Linked DNA regions of Mus musculus: region 1 is linked to region 2. Evidence: chromatin contacts called from public HiChIP or PLAC-seq data. All regions are on one chromosome and are shown on one strand. Each heading gives the region's core, a stretch centred on a gene start, on an enhancer-like site or on the middle of the called end of the contact. The rest is flanking DNA. Distances are from core to core; before and after follow the strand shown. Region 1 holds the start of Il15ra (interleukin 15 receptor, alpha chain). Region 2 overlaps Il2ra (interleukin 2 receptor, alpha chain).

What was found. HiChIP or PLAC-seq counts read pairs in DNA pulled down with a chosen protein or histone mark.
Region 1: a contact with region 2 is called in an H3K4me3 HiChIP or PLAC-seq map of the SCID.adh cell line, with 32 read pairs. The contact joins the promoter of Il15ra here to the enhancer-like site in region 2. A contact is called at or near these places in 4 of 39 promoter capture datasets (3T3-L1-derived adipocytes, liver, macrophages and 1 more), 1 of 15 datasets of contacts at CTCF or cohesin (CD8 T cells), 13 of 484 Hi-C or Micro-C datasets (B cells, CD4 T cells, CD8 T cells and 9 more), 7 of 115 datasets of contacts at active chromatin or transcription factors (the 230-238 cell line, CD8 T cells, the SCID.adh cell line and 4 more) and 3 of 9 other capture datasets (adipose tissue, liver and pancreatic islet).

What each region holds. Positions count from the first base shown.
Region 1 is chr2:11,704,217-11,707,444 of GRCm38.p6, reverse strand. Il15ra (interleukin 15 receptor, alpha chain) reads right to left here and starts at 1,733. Exons shown (of 7, transcript NM_008358.2): 1 at 1,501-1,733. The coding sequence starts at 1,597.
Region 2 is chr2:11,662,670-11,665,878 of GRCm38.p6, reverse strand. All of the region lies in intron 1 of Il2ra (interleukin 2 receptor, alpha chain), which reads right to left. Among named protein-coding and RNA genes, the nearest start is that of Il2ra, 21 kb to the right of the region's middle. Within about 2 kb of position 1,253, at least 65 of the 459 cell types and tissues checked have an H3K27ac peak or open chromatin away from gene starts, as enhancers often do. A contact at or near this core is called in B cells, CD8 T cells, the SCID.adh cell line and 6 more, where this site is marked.

The DNA.
Region 1 (3,228 bases), core at 484-2,983, 41 kb before region 2:
AGATAAGAATTTTGGAGGACACAGGGAACTTCTTAGTTATGGGTGTAACCCTGCTTTGGTTTGGTGATAGTTTCAAGAGTGTAACTTTCATCCTGAAACACAAAGAAACATACAACTTAAATATTTGCAGTTTTCCTGGAGTCAGTTATGACCCAATAAGGCTGTTCTTAAAACCAAGATTCAGGTGCCAGTTGATGGCACCAGTGGAGCCCGAACTTTAGGCAAGGAGGTGCTTCCTCTAAGCTGAGCTGGACTGAAACCACATTCACTTTCAGACTATTTGGAATATCTGCAGGCTATTTCTGAAATCTCAGGACCATTCTTTGCTATCCAGTTAAGAGGAATTTACCAACACACTCCAGCTTTACAGATGGAGGGTGGGGACCCAAGAATAAATGAAGCCCCGTAACACCCCTACAGAGCCAACCCCAGGCTCAAGTCTGTGTGGGATAACTATGACCAAGTTCCAAGGAGACTGAGTCAGACGCCCATCACTGGGAAATCTTGCTTTAAAACACACTCAGGGCTAAGGAATTGCTAACTTGCAGGAAAGTCCATGGATGACGTCATTGTCCTCGGTCCCCAAATCCTGTGCACATTTGCAAGCATGTGCTTTCACACACATTTCTGTGCAGGGAGTACGTAGATTTTTTTAACAGACTCTGAAGAATTTCATGTTTATAAAAAGATGCGACATCCTGGGTCCGGACGTTGCTAGACCCAACTGTTCTCGCTCTTTCCTTCTAGACCTATTGGAACAAAACTAGGAGTCTCAATTCATTCTTCCCGAGATTAGATCTAGACGACACATTCTGGAACATGTGACACCCCTTCTTCCATGGGAAAACAGTCTCTCCTCCTCTCCAATCGTCCGGGCCCCAAGTTGCCAGTGCGCTTGAGAACCTGGACCTGTTTTGTAGCGTTCAGATGCGCAACCTGCCTGCTCCACACGTGGTTTTTGTTTGTTTGTTTGTTTGTTTTGTTTTGTTTTTCCTCCCGCGGAGCGCAGTACTTTGCCCAGTGCCTTCCATCTAATTTACTTTGACCTGAAAGTCATGAAGGGTGGTTTTTCCTCAAGCCCCTCCTGGAACCCCACAGGCGCGACACCCCACAGCTGCGCCAGGTGGGCTGGCAGAGGCACACTCACACATTTCTCTAAGTTCTTTAAGTCTTATCGAACTTGTCAGACCTGCTCTCCCTAAGTCGCCGAAACGCCGGTGGGATCGCTCAACTCCCTTGCACGTATGGTCCGGGAGCCAGTCTAGAGCAGGGCAAGGGGCCACTCTCTTATCTGCGCTCTCCCAGGCTCCCTCCACGTGTCCCCCCACCCCCACCCAGCTCCCTCCATCACCCCCAGACCCACTGCGATCCTCTCAGCTGGACTCCTGGCTCAGTTCCCAGAAGATGTGACCCCCACACACACACACACACACGAATCAAGTTCAGCTGGGCGTTGGGGTCCCCCTCTGCTCCCCTGTTCCGGCGCATGATGCTCCCTACCCGGCGTCACCCTCAGCGGGAGCAACAGTAGCAACAGCAGCAGCAGCAACACAGGAATGGCCTGGACTCCATAGCCCCGGAGCTGCGGCGAGGCCATGGCCAATTGTCCCCAGCAGTGACCCAACGGGACGCAAGGCTGGGGTCCCTGGGAGGTGGCGAGCTCAGCTCCAGGACCAGACCGCTGCTAAGGAGTATTCGCTTTCGCTTTTGCTTTAGCCCCCGGATTGCAGAGAGGTGCGAAGTGGTGACAGATCTGTGACTCAGCATCCCCACCCCTGCTTTGGAAGAAGCCCCGGCAGCCTGCAGTGACGCCCCCTCCCCAGTTGGGCTGCTCCTGTCCCCCGAAGCGCGCGCGGGGGCCCTCACCCGTAGAAGCCGGCGATCTCCCTTTTCATTCCTTAATGCTGTCTTCCCTGCAGAGGCAAACTCCTTTGAATCCACTCTGCGCCCACACCTGACTTCAGCCTTGTTCACTTGTCATCTGTCCTGGCTGCTGACCTTCAGATTTCAACTTTCAGAGTTTCCCTCTAAGTAGCCCTGAGCTTGACTGTCCGTGCTCTGTGTCCTTGGGCGACTGCATAGGTGTCGCCCCAGTGCAGCCAACGGGAAGTTCTGGGCGGACGATTCTACACCCGGGTCACTTTCCTGGTGCACTCGGGCTCCAAGCTGCTCCTGGCTTCCACACAGCTGCTCCTGGCTGCCTGCCTGCAGTGGTGCTGGCAGTGGCCAGGCCTTGGACACTTTGCCTTCTTCCGGCTGTACCTTTCCAACTCAAGAAAGTGCCAAGTGTTTGAAATGGAAGAAGGGGTGAAGAGGAGAGGGAGGGGAAAGAATAGAAAAAGGAGGAAAGACAGGGAAGAGGAAGAGGGGGAGAGAAAAAGATATAGAGAAGGAAAAGGAGAAGAGGAGAAAGAGGAGGGAGGAGAGGGGGAGGGGAGAGAAGAAGAGGAAAGGAAGAGGAGGAGGAAGAAAGAAGGAAGGTACATTATTCATCTTTGTACCTCACATATAATTTCTTTAGTCAATACACAACTCTTCAGAGTCTAAGAAAGACATCCCCTTCTAAGTGTGTGGATTAATTAAAAACAAAAAACAAACAAACAAAAAAAACTTTACTGGAATTTTAAGTCCCATACTGTGGAGGACCAGATCTGGGGAAGGGGTGGGGGGACAGACGGACATGAGTGCTCAGTCAGAAACGCCCTTAAATATGTAGATGTGGCGTAAGAAGACAGACACGCCTGCCTTTCAGTCTATAGGTCCCTAAATACAATCTGGCACCATAATGAAGCTACTGAGAGAACGCATGCTGATTCTGTTTGGAAAGAATGGAATGACGTGTGATTGAAGTCACCCATCCCCTAGGCATGGTGGACAACAGTGAGCTCTATACTTGACCCTCTTCCCTAAAGAGTCTTAAGATTGGCACAATAAATATGAAATACACACAATAAAAATTCAGAGAGAGGATCAGAAACCACATATTCCAGTCTCTTATAGTCAATGAAAAACCTGGAGAGATAGCTCAGCGGTTAAGAGTACTGGATGGAGAGAGAGAGAGAGAGAGAGAGAGAGAGAGAGAGAGAGAGAGAGAGAGAGAACTGTATGCTCTTCCAAAGGTACTGGGTTCCAACACTCACATGGTGCTCATCACTGTCCATAATTCTGGTTTCAGGGGATCCAGCTCCCTCATCTTTGGGCATTGCATGCACACAGTACACAGACAAA
Region 2 (3,209 bases), core at 4-2,503:
AAATAAAACCTTTTAAGAATAACTCCTCTATAGCTAATTTCACTGAAACAAAACCAATTAATTTAGCAATTCTTGAGTAACTACTCGTCAGTGCAAATAGTCAGGGATTCATCTTGATCATATTTGGAATCTGGTACCAAACCACAAGCTAAGAAACCTTTCACATGCATAACTTTAAGAAAGGTCAGATAAGTTTTCTTTGGGATGACATTGCACCCCTAAGCATTCCTCAGAGTTCGGTGATGTTTTTCTAGACAAGGCTTTGCCATGGAAATTTCCACAGTCATCCGGAACTAGTCCAGTGTCCAAGGAGGTCATGTGGGGTCACGGAGACAGTTGTAGAATTTTGTACTCTCACAGATTTTCCATTTCTAAAAGAACCTTTCTCAGAATTGCTTATGATTCTCTCTCCCTGAAAGGCCTTGCCAAATGTGTTCCAAAACTTATTCAAAGACTCCAAGGCAGAAGAGCCCATGGGAAAGGCAGCCCTAGAGATTTTATTCTTTTTAATCCCTTAAGAGTAAATTGGGGATATTCTTAGCTCTTGTTGCTCTGGTGTCATAAAAGAAACATCAGCGCAACAGCCAAAAATGAGTAAAAATAATTTGTTTACAAGCTTCTCTGGGAGGTCATGAAGGAGAATTCCATGTACACAACTTAAAAAAGGAATCCTAATTTATTGTCTAAAATGACTTCAGGTGACTGGCGTCTTCCCTCTCTACTTTTACCTCCTGAATACTCCCAAACCACTTCTCCCAAATTCACCTCCCAGCCTTTTTCCACCTTAATTCTTGGGATATGGGGCTCCTGGGAGACTCCTATCTCAGACTCCGAGGTACTTGGATGTGGTTTTGCCTTTCATGTAGGCACAGGGCCAAAGAAGCGGCCAGCAGTTGTTAATCAACCCAATACAAGGGTTCAGACCAGAGACCTACACTGGGAAAGTTAACGCCAAACTCTTCCAGGATGGAGTATGTTGCCCATCTTGTATGAGGGGTAGTCCCATGCTTGCCAAATCTCTCCCCAGTCACTCTCCCTGAAATAAGACCATAATGCAGCAATTATCTGGGGATCTAGTGTCTCCAGGAAAAATGGAATACAAGACGTTCTGGGAACTTGTGACTCCTTCAGCGAATACTCTGGGAATTACAAAGCCTCCTCCCTGTGGGCTGCAGCACAGGGCAGGTAGGGAAAGGTGCTTGTTGTGGTTTGAATGTGGATGTCAGTCCATAGGCACCTATGTTTGAACACTTGGTCCCCAGCATGGGGCGCTGTTTGGGATGATCGCAGAACCTTTAGGGGTAGAGCCTTGCTGTGGGATGAGGTCATTTGTGCTTTTCTCGCCAAACCCTTCTGCTCCCAGGAAGAGACCTCTATATGTAGTAACAAGATCAAGGAGCACAGACATGGCTCCGTACTTCTTACCCTAACTGCCATCCTCCTTACATGGTTTTATGGCTTCGCCTCCACTCCTCAGATAGAAAAGCTTCCCCTTGATTTTTTTTAACAGTTTTATTTTTAGAAACAAAATGAAACTAGAATTAATTGTGCCTTGAATTCTTCTGTGCCCCTTGAATTAAACAGCAATATTGACAGTTGAAGCGTTCTCGGGAGGCAAGTGGTTCTTTTATCAATAAGACAGCGCCCCTAAATGGAGGACGACCAGAGAGCTCCCAGTGGCAGGCATTCAAACCTCCTGAAGAGACAGACTGGGCTGGAGAAGTGAGCCCTCTAGCGGTGCTGATGCTTTCTGTCGACTGTCACACAGCAGATAGTTAAGGTTGAGGGGGAACTTCTGGCTGCTGCACCCTACTTTCTGTCTGTACTCCCTGCCCAGCTACTCTTGTCTTCCAGCGCACACTGAGCAGACCCTTCGTGCTTTGGAACGTGCCTTCAGAGTGCTTTGTATTTTTACTCGGGATCTAGTCGGTAGCCCGAGGAAAGGTAGGCTGGGAGACAGTAGCGTTGGTTTATCTATGATATTTAAGATGAGAACGATAGGGACTCCTGTGCCCTAGGTAAATGACTCCAAAGGAGGGCTCCCTAAGAAAGTGGACAGAGTTTGAGAAAGGAGTCGTTAAGGAAATGTTTTGTCTGTAGCTCAGCCAACGCTGAGTAAGGGCTTCTTCTCCCTGCTGCCTCCTGCTTTTCCATATACTGGGAGTGAGAAGGGAGGTTAGAAAACACTCACCAAGCATGGTGTCTGCGGGACAGGTATTGACTGAACTATATAAGGGACTCATGAGTGTAACAAGAGTGTGAGTCGCCGGGCGTGGTGGCCCACGCCTTTAATCCCAGCACTCGGGAGGCAGAGGCAGTCGGATTTCTGAGTTCGAGGCCAGCCTGGTCTACAAAGTGAGTTCCAGGACAGCCAGGGCTACACAGAGAAACCCTGTCTCGAAAAAAAAAAGAAAAAAGAAAAAAGAAAAAAGAGTGTGAGTCACCTGATGAACAGTCTGGCTTTTGCCTGAGAGCCATCCTCTTCCTCATCAGATCAGATAAGAAAGCCAAGGTCAGGGTTGTCTCCAGACCAAATCAATGGTTGGGCCTTACAGAAAGTGTGTGTGTGTGTGTGTGTGTGTGTGTGTGTGTGTGTGTGTGTTTGGGTATGTGAAAGACGATTCAGTAGAACATGATGAATATTGTTTAACATGATCAAATGCTCTGAGAGTGATAGACTCATAAAAAAGAAACTGATCTTTCTGCGCCCTTTCTGTGAATTGTGGAAAACCCTGAGTTCTCCAAGTTCAGAAATCTTCCTTCCATGTCAGAGAGATGTAACCTCCAGGAGACAGGTTGCCCCCACTCCCCATCTGACAGCTGTCACTTTCAGGGAGATGTCTCATCTGTCTAAGCCATCTGGGTACCAGGCAGTGTTTATTGATGTTGTGGTTCAGTTCAGATCATTATCTGTGAAGTTAGAGCACCCAGGTCCCTCTGCTTGGATTTTTAAGATATGTAATAACAGACCTAATTTCTGAACTCCACTTTGTGTATATTACCTCCAATGCTCTGTGCAGCCACAAAGGGAAGATATTCTCAACTGGCTTCATACAGTTAGAGACTGAGGTCCCAAGAGGTCAGGCTACCCAAACCGCATTTTCATAGTGGGGGGAACTGAAAGCCAGGAGTCTAATGGCTGCCTTTATGTTTATCCTTTTTTTAAAAATTCCCTTTTACCTTCGTGAAATTATTTTAAATAGAAAACT